2 separate regions of the Sus scrofa genome follow, and region 1 is linked to region 2. The links are chromatin contacts, called in public promoter capture Hi-C maps. All regions are on one chromosome and are shown on one strand. The core of a region is the stretch at or near the end of the contact, and the rest is flanking DNA. Distances in the headings are between cores, read along the strand shown. Region 1 holds the start of SRRM1 (serine/arginine repetitive matrix protein 1). Region 2 holds the start of NIPAL3 (NIPA-like protein 3).

Evidence for each region. Promoter capture Hi-C pulls out the DNA fragments that hold promoters and counts their contacts.
Region 1: a contact with region 2 is called in a promoter capture Hi-C map of liver, with 5 times the contacts expected there. The contact joins the promoter of SRRM1 here to the promoter of NIPAL3 in region 2. A contact is called at or near these places in 3 of 5 promoter capture datasets (fetal liver and liver), 7 of 47 Hi-C or Micro-C datasets (fetal heart ventricle, fibroblasts, heart right ventricle and 3 more) and 2 of 2 datasets of contacts at active chromatin or transcription factors (alveolar macrophages and skeletal muscle).

The regions. Positions count from the first base shown.
Region 1 is chr6:82,306,195-82,311,489 of Sscrofa11.1, reverse strand. It overlaps SRRM1 (serine/arginine repetitive matrix protein 1), which reads right to left and starts at 2,298. Exons shown (of 16, transcript XM_021095577.1): 1 at 2,003-2,298. The coding sequence starts at 2,023. It also overlaps the pseudogene LOC100522323.
Region 2 is chr6:82,109,407-82,114,383 of Sscrofa11.1, reverse strand. It overlaps NIPAL3 (NIPA-like protein 3), which reads right to left and starts at 2,856. Exons shown (of 12, transcript XM_003127700.6): 1 at 2,627-2,856. It overlaps STPG1 (O(6)-methylguanine-induced apoptosis 2), which reads left to right and starts at 2,916. Exons shown (of 8, transcript XM_021095547.1): 1 at 2,916-3,155. The coding sequence starts at 3,143.

The sequences.
Region 1 (5,295 bases), core at 1,049-3,548, 200 kb before region 2:
CCAGCCTGTATCTCTCGCAAGCGCTTTTTATCTTAACCCACTTCTTGCCCATCAAAAAAAAGAAATCTACTGATCAGTTCTCAGAGTTGGCCACTAATCCTTTGGAAAGTGATCGAGAAAATTCTTTTAAGAAAGTAAAGAACCTGATTAGAATCCCAACTCTGTCACTATGTAAACCACATGACCTCAAAGCAAGTTACTTAACCTGTCTGAGAAACTTTCCCTAACTTGCTAAAACCTACCTCCCAAGGCTGAGAATATCCGAAACGATATACATAAAGTAACTGGTGTGTGGCAGAAGTTCAGCAAATGAAAGGTACTATTTCCATCTTAACTGAAAAATTCAGTCTATTACTCGATGGAAGTGTACTAAAAGAATAACTGCCCTAAAATCTTTAATTCAGAGCTCAAATCTAATCAACTTCTCTAAGAACCCAAGGCAATATATAAAACACTGCCCTTTCCTTCCAGATTTTTACCAACACTAAAAGCAAATCTCATTCTTAAAACAGCCACTTTGTTCTTTTTCTGTTGGAACTCTCTTCCGAGGGAAAGTGACAATAACAAGAAAAAATTAAAAGAACAGACTTGTTTCAAAAGAATACATTCAGACTACAGGATATGTTGAGTATTTACCACAAAAAAACTTTGATGGAAATCACAAAATGGAGAGTTCATCTGCAGTGTGAAAATTTGATATAAACTCACTGGAAACGATCATTACATAAATAACTATAGTACTGTTTGCATAACCTAAGAACAATCAAACAACCGGCTGTATCAAATTCTTGGAATAACACTTCAACCTTTAATGAAAAACTAGTTGGCACATTTAAAGCCAAGACAAAAGGCATTTCAATGCTAGCTTTGGAGTGTCAAGACATATCTTAAAGTCCCGGTCTTACCCTCTTTTATCTTTTCCTTTAAACACACAGAAACTGCATGTAACATGCTCCAGGGAATGGAAAGAGCCAATATGCACTACAGATTCTGACTTAAATCAACTGGTCTCTATATGGTCCGTTCTGCCTTAAAAAGAATTTGCAAACTCTAGTCCAATCAGTGTCACTTCCCACCCATCGAGATCTCGAATGGGTCCTACGGGAGTGTAAAAGGGGACCAAAAGAGTCCAGCACGCGCCCGGTAAAAGTATGGGCCCTGAGGGCCAACTACGACGAGAAAACGTCCCCATCTCCAGGTGATGGGCGAGAATCAAGAGGAACCTTTTCACCAAAAAGATTTTCAAGAGAACGTTCACAGGGGGTGGGGGGCGGTGAGCGGGAACGAAGAGTAGATCCACTCCATACCCCTGCCTCCACAAACGCGCATACTTTTTGTTGCACCCTCTGCCTGGAGTCTCAGACTCAAACGTTCTAACTACAAATTATCTGCATTCCCCTCCCTGAAGGGCTATCAAATTGGGCGGGAGCTCCCGCGAACTCTGACCCGGAGCCTTCGGGAAGGCTTAGACCAAGAGGGAGGGCGCGCGAGGCGCGGGGGGAGGGGGTTTGGTGCCCGCTTTCTCAAGAAAAGCGGCTCAAGGCTGCTTCCGGTCCTCTCACCCGCTCTCCTGAGGCGGTACCCCCAAACCTGTCCTCCCCAGGGCCCTCCTGCCGCCAGTCACCTCAGGGTTTCCCTCCGGCCTCCCCCCAGGGACTTCCTCCTCGCGGGTCCGCTAGGCCCCAGGACCCGGTGGGGCGCGCGGCTCTCCCTGCAGGCCCTGCCAGGGAGGCGGGCGGGAAGGTACCGCTCAGGCCCATTCCCGCCGCCATTTTCCGGCGACCGTCGCTGCCGCGTAGGGGGGACGATCCCGGAGGAGGAGACTGCGCAGGGGCGCACCGGTCCCCGCCGCAGGGTAGTGGGGAAGCGTCCACTGGCAACGAGGATCCTCAGGATCTTCGAAGTCTCCGCTCGCTGGCCACCCCATCTCGAGTTTAGGCCTCCTGCTGGGCCTTTTCGATAAGCCCCTCACCTCACCCCAGATCCCCGCGCTCCTACTTACGCGGAAGAATCCCGCGTCCATCTTGCTGCCTCGCTCGGAGATCGCTCCCTATCCCAAGGTGCACCGCGCCACCGCGACGGAGGGCGGGACCGGCAGGGAAAGCCGAGCGCCGGGACGCAGCTCGCGCTGCTCCACCCGCCCTTCCAGCGGACACGAGGCCGCGCTTGCTCAGTGTGGAGAGCGCTCGCCAAGTGTGCGCACGCGCGTTCCGGGAGGCGGGCTGCTACCGGACTCCGAGCTTCTCCAGTGGCCAGTCCTTGAGGAGAGCCTCGCGACCACAGCCAATGGGAGCGAGCAAGAGAGTGTCGTCCGGTCGCCCCGCCCTGCAAAACCTTTTGTGGCGCTTAACCAGCCTTGTTCGCTCAGCGTGAATTGACCCTTCCTTCGACCCGTAGTGGGGGCGGCTTTCTGCCCCCCCCCGGGGGGGGGCTCCATGGAGAGCTTGTGGAGAAAGGCTGTTACCTCAGGGTGACGCTTGTGAGGCCGCTCTTGCGCAGAGGAGAAGCCTGCGGCCTCCGCTTTCGTTAGAAAAGTTGTGATTGTGTTGCTTTTACGAGTTTCCAGTTATCGAGGTCGGCCCTGAAGTAGTCGAGCTCTGTACTATGAATGAAATCTGCGTTTTGGTCCCGCACCCTCGACTTCCGCTACAACTCCTTAGCTTTGGGGAGAAGCTGGAAATGTCCGTTAGATGAGTTTCGGAACCGGCAGGAAGCTGATGAGAGCCGGGGCCCCCGGGCAGAGTCTGACGGAAAGGAAGCCGGCCTTCAGGCTTCGGGACTTTCGGAGCTCACGTGTGCCTCACCGGCCCAGCTCTGGCTGCGAGGGCCTGCAACCGGATGCCTTCTGCCTCCTTTCCTTTATGCACTCTCTTTTTCTCTGAAAGGGAACATGTGACCCTTCTCTAGCCATCTTTTGTAACGTAACCACACACACACACCCCCCCCAACACACACTTGCCTCCCTTTCCTGATTTTTGTTCACAATGTATTCACTCTCTTGGCTTCAAATACCAATTCTGCCAACAACTTCATAGGTTTCCAGCTCAAGGCCTCTCCTCTGAGCTTCGAACATGTATTGGCAACGTCCTGTTCAATGTTTCCGCTTGGACAGACGTCACGAACGTAACATAAGTAGGAACTGGGCTCCTCGTTTCTCCTGTTCTGCCTGGAACTCCCTCCCTCCACCCTCCACCAGGCCAAAAACCCGACCTGTCCCTCCCAAAGTCTTCCCTACCTCAGTTGATGGCAGTATCTTTCCTTTTGTTTAAGATACAAGCCTTGGTTGTTAATCTCGATTCCTCTTGGAGTTCCCATTGTGGCTCATTGGTAACAAATCCCTACTAGTATCCATGATGACACGGATTCGATCCCTGTCCTTGCACAGGAGGGTAAGGATCTCCTGTTGCTGTGGTTGTGGCATAGGCCTGCGGCTGTAGCTCCCATTCGAACCCTAGCCTGAGAACTTCCGTATGCCAAAGGTGTGGCCCTAAAAAAGAAAAAAAAAAAGCTGGACTCCTCTTCCTCCCACATCTCACTGCCAAACCATCAAGAAACCCACTCTGCTATCGTCTAGGTTCAAAGCACCATCATCTTTGGCCTGAACTTCTGCCCTAGCCTCCTATCTGGTTTCCCTGCTTCTACCCTTGCGGATCAGCATCTGTTCTAAATGCACCAGAGTGAGCCCGTTGGAAAACCTTAGGCAAGTCACTCAAGCTCAAAACCTCCCAATACCTCCTCCTTTTCTCCAGCAAAGGTGGAATCCCAGGAAATGGAAATGCCCCCACATCTTTTTTTTTTTTTTTTTTTGCCTTTTTTTCTAGGGCCACTCCCTTGGCATATGGAGGTTCCCAGGCTAGGGGTCTAATCGGAGCTGTAGCCACCCGCCTACGCCACAGTCACAGCAATTCGGGATCCAAGCCACGTCTGCGACCTACACCACAGCTTACACAATGCCGGATCCTTAACCCACTGAGCAAGGCCAGGGATCGAACCCACAGCCTCATGATTCCTAGTTGGATTCGTTAACCACTGAGCCACGATGGGAACTAACACACACACACACACACACACCCCGTCTTCTTGAATCTCATTTCCTAGTACCCTAACACTGCGCAGTGCTTGAACTTCTGGTTGTATCTTCTGCCAGAATGCTCTCTCCCCACATATCTACTTGCAAATTTCAAGCTTTACTCAAGTATCACCTTCTCAATGAGGCTACCCTGGAAATTGATCACTTAACTCTCTTTACACCCTTGATGCCTCTTAACCTACTGTTTCCCCCACCCTCAGCATTTATCACCTTCTAATATTTACCTATTTTTAATATGTTTATTGTCTGTTTCCCACACTAGAATGTAAGCTCCTTAAAGTCAGGATGTCTGTCTGTTTTGTATATTGATATGGCCCTAGCACCTAAAACAGTGTCTGTCCTATAGGGTAGGCTCGTTAAAGTGGGTTTGTTTGTTTGCTTTTGTCTTTTTTTTTTTTTTTTGTCTTTTTAGGGCCACACCTTTAGCACATGAAAGTTCCCAGACTAGGGGTCGAATCAGAACTGTAGCTGCCAGCCTACACCACAGCCACAGCAGCACAGGAGCTGAGCCCCATCTGCAACCTACACCACAGCTCATGGCAACGCTGAATCCCTAACCCACTGAGCGAGGCCAGGGATTGAACCTGCGTCCTCATGGATACTAGTCAGATTTGTTTCTGCTGAGCCACAATAGGAACACCTCAATAAAATTTGTTGCATAAACAAAAGCACTGTCAGAGGGTCAAAGACTGGCTTCCACAGAAAGAGCAAGTTAACCAGATGGGACTATGAAATCACAATGTCCACATCTTAATATTCTCTATGATACTGACCTCCCTTCACTGAATCTGCTCTTTTGCTGCCAATCTTGTAATTGGTGGTTTTCCTTGTGATTCTGTCATTGACCCTTTTGTTTTCCTCAATAAAGGAAAACAAAATACATCGGCTTTTATTCATCAGTCACCTTTATCTCAGCCATGAGATTATTTTAGTCTGTATTTTGTTTGGTAAATTTCTGTTTCATTTCGAGATTGATGTAGGTCAGGAATCCCTTGGCATTAAAGGAAAATAAAAGCTTAGTTGAATTCATCATTATTATGAATACATCATGCTGTCAAACTATAGGAAGATTTCTAGTTGTTTTTGAATATATCGAATGTATAAGACATAGAAGTAGTGACCTGGGCTTTTCTGAAACACACTTTTCTAGTCTAGTAACAAGAGTCACTAGATGGCGATCTACCCTCTCAAGACAACGCCTCTTT
Region 2 (4,977 bases), core at 1,607-4,106:
GGAAAGAAAGGAGGAGGAGAAGAGTTATCTCCATGGAAGATGGGAGAACCGACCTGCTCCTGAGGGTCAGCCCAGCACAGGTGACATAACACTTGGAGCTGAAGGGGGAGGACCTAAAAGACCAGATCTTTTTGCCTCTGGGCATCTCAGTTGCCTCATCTGTAAAGTAGGGCTAATAATGTGGCCTAAAGTAAAATCATCAATGACTGTCATTCTCACTAATTTCATTGAACGAATATTTTCAGGGCGGCTCAAGCTTTTCTACTAAATAGAGAAGGAAGTATGGCCAAAATACCTTACAACAAATGCTAAAGGTTTTTTTGTTTTTTTTTGAGGTCTTATATTTAAAAAAAAAATCATACAAATTTGGAGTCTACTTTAAAGCCTAAGTTTATTTCAATTAAAAAACTTAAATTGCTTGTGATCCATCATGAGCTACCCATTTTACCTTGGCCACGTCATTTAATTTTTTAGCCAGTTTCCTCTGCTGTGAAATCTGGATATTCACTCCCATGTGTTGATGTGAGAATGTGGTGAAATAATGCATATAAAATGTGTGCACAGCAAACTGTCAATGAATGTCAGTTATTATTTGTACTGACTTTATTCTTACTGGTTTAATTATTTAATTTACCCATGAACATTCCTTCCTTTTTTTCATGCATTCAGGCAACAAATATTTGAGGGCTTACCACATGCCTGTTAAACGGGCAACGTTTCTGCCACGCTTCGAGGCTTCAGAAAGCTGTCTCTCGTCTTTCCTGTAGCTTCCATTTCCTTAGGTTATCTAGCCTTAAGCCCGGATGTGAACTGCACAGTCATGTGTTACAGGACTCGAATCATGTCCAGCATCCAGGAGATACCAGATGGAGGGCTTAGCACAGGGGCAGCATGAAGACTATTTAGCCCAGGTCTCACTTTGTCAAAGAGCCTCAAACTTAAATGATTGCTATTGCCTCCAGATAAGGTTATATAGTCAGTATATAGGTACAGGAAGTATATTCATCAGACAACTTTATAACTCATAGCCTATAATTGGGCCTCCCTGACAGTAAAGCCCTATGAATGTGAGTTTGTAATCTTGTGAAAAGCATGATTCTTCTTCACTATACTTTCATGCATGGGTGAAAAGCATTACTGTGTTAAATGTATGTATCCCTACAGCAACGTTTTAATATCATAGCCTTAGAAAGGAAAAGTAGCCCAGGGCTCTCTGGATTTCTGAGATATTCTTAGAGGCTTTCCACCTGGAGGTAAAGGGGCGCTGGAGCACAAATTCTCGGAAACTGTTTGCTGAATCCCTTGGGCAGTTGCTCCTTCCTGAGATCAAGCCCAGAGCTTGGCACAGTGACCTCCGTACATACCTACCAGCAGACTATAGAGAGGCCTCCGAAGCACCTGGTGCAATGTGACTGCTTCACAGTCAAGAATAGAATGGCTTACTCAGGCCTAACCAACCGAAACTCCAGAGATACAACTGACAGATCCAGCCCCACCCACGGCACATCAGAGAAACCACAGGGAGGTGCCAAGGGGGTGATGGGAATCCAGGCCCTCTGGTTTCCCCAGGGAGGTCTCTGTTTTTTGCTTTCCTTTGTGGAGGCTGTGGTTGCTTTCACTTAATTCACTTTTAAAAAGCAGCCTCCCTCTCCGCCTCAGGAACCCCCAAGCCTCTGAGGCATCATGGCCTGCAGATAGAAAACTCTCCCTCAGCTGGGTAGGAGTTTGGACTAAAAGCCTTGGCCAAACCCTTGGCAGGTTGTCCTCCATTACAAGGTGCACATTCTTTACCTAGTGACTCTCTTTTCCTGATTTCAGAGCACTTCTGCAGGACTAGCATATGCCCTAGAGGCAAGCAGCCAACTGTGTTGCCAGCCACCCCTTAATTTTGAGCTCCTCACAGCCAGCAGTGAGCACGGGGTCACTGACTTAAAAAAAGGAAAGATAATTCACTAGGTGATGGCTTCCACTTCACCCCCAACCCCTCATCTCAATGAATTACTTCACCGACCCTCAGAGCAGGTTTCCCAGATGAGAGAACCACAGCTCATGGCTGCTAAAAGTAGGGTCTGTATTAGAATTTGGTTCTATCTATCTGAAAAAATAAATAAAACACGCCCTTTCCCATCACCTGACAATTCAGCTTCTGGCTGCTGAGTGTTCATTACACGTTGAGTGCTCTCCCTTTTCTGGCTTTTGCTCACTAAAGGGTTACACTCTTCAGTCCCCACCCAACCTGCTGGAAACTACAACTTCCAGCGGCCGGTTCGGATCAAGAATGCCTCCCCTCATCCACCTGCTAACTTGACCATCTCCTATCTCCAGGAAGCTCAAGCTGGCGTGTACAGGGGCAATTTTGACGAAGTTACTTCATTTCACCTCCTGACTTGGTAAAGCCTGACATCGCCTTTATTGAAGCAAACCCACGCCCCCTCTCCTCGATGTGAAAATGGAAAAAGCATTCTGAGGCAACAAGACCCAAAGTGACAAGCCTAGTGACTGCAAGAAGGAAGGTATTCATACTAGGGAATGTACGATGATCACAAATGTAGTCGCTTTTTCTGAAACGAAGGTTGAATTCAAGTCTCCGCCACCCTCCTCCTCCTTAGTCTTAATCGCTACTTACCGGGGGCGTTTCCACCAAGGCCCACCTAGCAAACGTTTCTGAGAGCGACTTGGATTCTTCTCGCAAGCCGGCGACACAGCCTCTTCAATTCCTTCCTCAACTCAGAGCTGCCGGAATGCTGCAGTGTTTTGCTTTCAAAGGCTTCTATTTTATTTGTCAGGTCGCCTGCCCGTCAAAATCTGGCGGACATTTTGCGCAAACGAATGGCTGCGAGGAGGGAGTGGGCGGGACACTCCGCGATCATTGGCTGCACAGCAAAGCTTGCTTGAAGCGTGGGGTCGCGGAGCCAGGCAGAGGCGGCTCCCCGACGGAGCTTTGCGCTCACCTGGAGAGAGTCCCCTCTAGCGGCCACAGGAAGGAAGTTGGAATAAAACCTCGCTCCTCTTCTTTGGCTGTCTGCAGAGCTCCGGTGACTGCTCACTCCACCTGCCCGACAGATGGGCAGCCTGCCAGGTGTCCTCCCTCCTTATCCTCAGAGTCACCTCCTGGGCTTTGCTCCTGCTCTTCGCTCACGCCATGCTCTCACCAGGTAATCAAATCCTACACGTCTTTCAAGGCCCCTTTCCTCGCAAAACGGAGGGGCCCCCAAAATTTCTCCTTGTGTGCCCTCCCAGAACACCTGTTGGCCGCAGACTGTACGAGCCCTCCCTCCGCAGCTCAGCAGTTCTTAAGGTTCTCAATAAGCCTAGCGCTTGGTGAATGCTTCCTTAATGTACAACTGAAATAATTGTAATTGCCAGAAGGATATATTGCACAATATGGGGAATATAGCCCATATTTTATAATAACTATTACTGAGCATAACCTTTAAAACTGTGAATCACTGTATTGTATTCTTGTAACATAATGTTGTACAGCAACTATACTTCAATTAAAAATTAAATTTAAATGGGAAAAATGTATTTTAAAATACTGAATACGTGCATGGTGTTTCTGCTTTTTCACTCACATGCCTTTCAATTGAGATCCTCTCAACAACTCCCTAAGTGAGACACTGGGCTCATGCCCATTTTACAAATGAAAACATGACATTTGGATAGAGACCTCCATGATGAGAAAGAGCCAGTCATGGCTCAGACCCTGACCCGAGCGAACTCAGAGGGAACAACTGAGAGAAGAAGGAGACATAACTGTTGAAACTGCTCCAAGGACTGCGGGGCTAGTGAGAGATTTTTCTGGCGCATGTGAGGTAGAAGTTGTTACCAGAGGGACTGGCCAGGAACCGCTTACATGAAGATGTTTGGATTTCATCCTAAATTTATTTATTTTATTTATTTATTTGTTTTGTCTTTTCTATCCTTTTAGGGCCGCACCCACGGCATATGGAGGTTCCCAGGCTAGGGGTCCAATCGGAGCCGTTGCCGCCGGCTGTGGTGGCCTGCACCACAGCCACAGCAACGCCAGCTCCGAGCGGCGTCTGCCACCTACACCACAGGTCAGGGCAACGCCGGATCCTTAACCCACTGAGCAAGGCCAGGGACCGAACCCGCAACCTCATGGTTCCTAGTCGGATTCGTTGCCGCTGAGCCACGAGGGGGAACTCTTGGATTTCATCCTAAATTTAAAGGGAAGTCACTGGAGTGAAGATCACCGTGATTGCTCTGAAGTGTGTGAAGAGGGGCACGTGAAACACTCACTGGCTGCCTTTGTATGGTGACCCATAACAGTCTTTTTTCTTTGTTACAAACAGGGTTTGGATGAATGTTAGTTCTTTTCGGTTTATTCCTTGAAGTAGGATCTCTGGGTGAGCAATATTCTAAGACTTTTGGTCTATCACAAGATTTTTGAGGGGTTGCCTAGATAAGTCCATGTCAGGTTTCTCCACCTATCCTGACGTAGTAAACCTGAACCCTAAATTGTGGCAGCAGCCCAGCGGTTTTTGAAATGCCTCTGATCATTGGTCAATAACTTTGCAACTAAAGAAACAGAGGACGCCATTGGCTAGAGTTCGTCAGAAGGCGGGCAGAAGGTGGACTCTGGAATGTTAGATCTGTGGTTGCCATAGCGACAGGGAGGCGGGCAGGCCAGATTCAGCGCTGGGGACCCAACGAGGTAGGAGACCGTCTCTTGTTGGGACGCGGATCCCGGGGTCCTGGGGAGGAGGAACCGGCGCACCGCATGGGATGGTCAGTGAGATCCCCGCCGGCCCGGTGCGTGCAGAATTCTGGTGTCGGGCTAGGTGGTGCCCTGAGGGCTGGAAGAAACCACCGTTGGAGGTGCCCCTCCCCAGAGGTGTGCCCTCAGAGTCCCCCACCTGAAAAATGATAATAATCATGGCGTGCTTTCCCCCACGGAACTCCGGTGAGGGGCATGGACATCTGACTCCCCTGCCTCAGCCCCTGCGAGGGCAC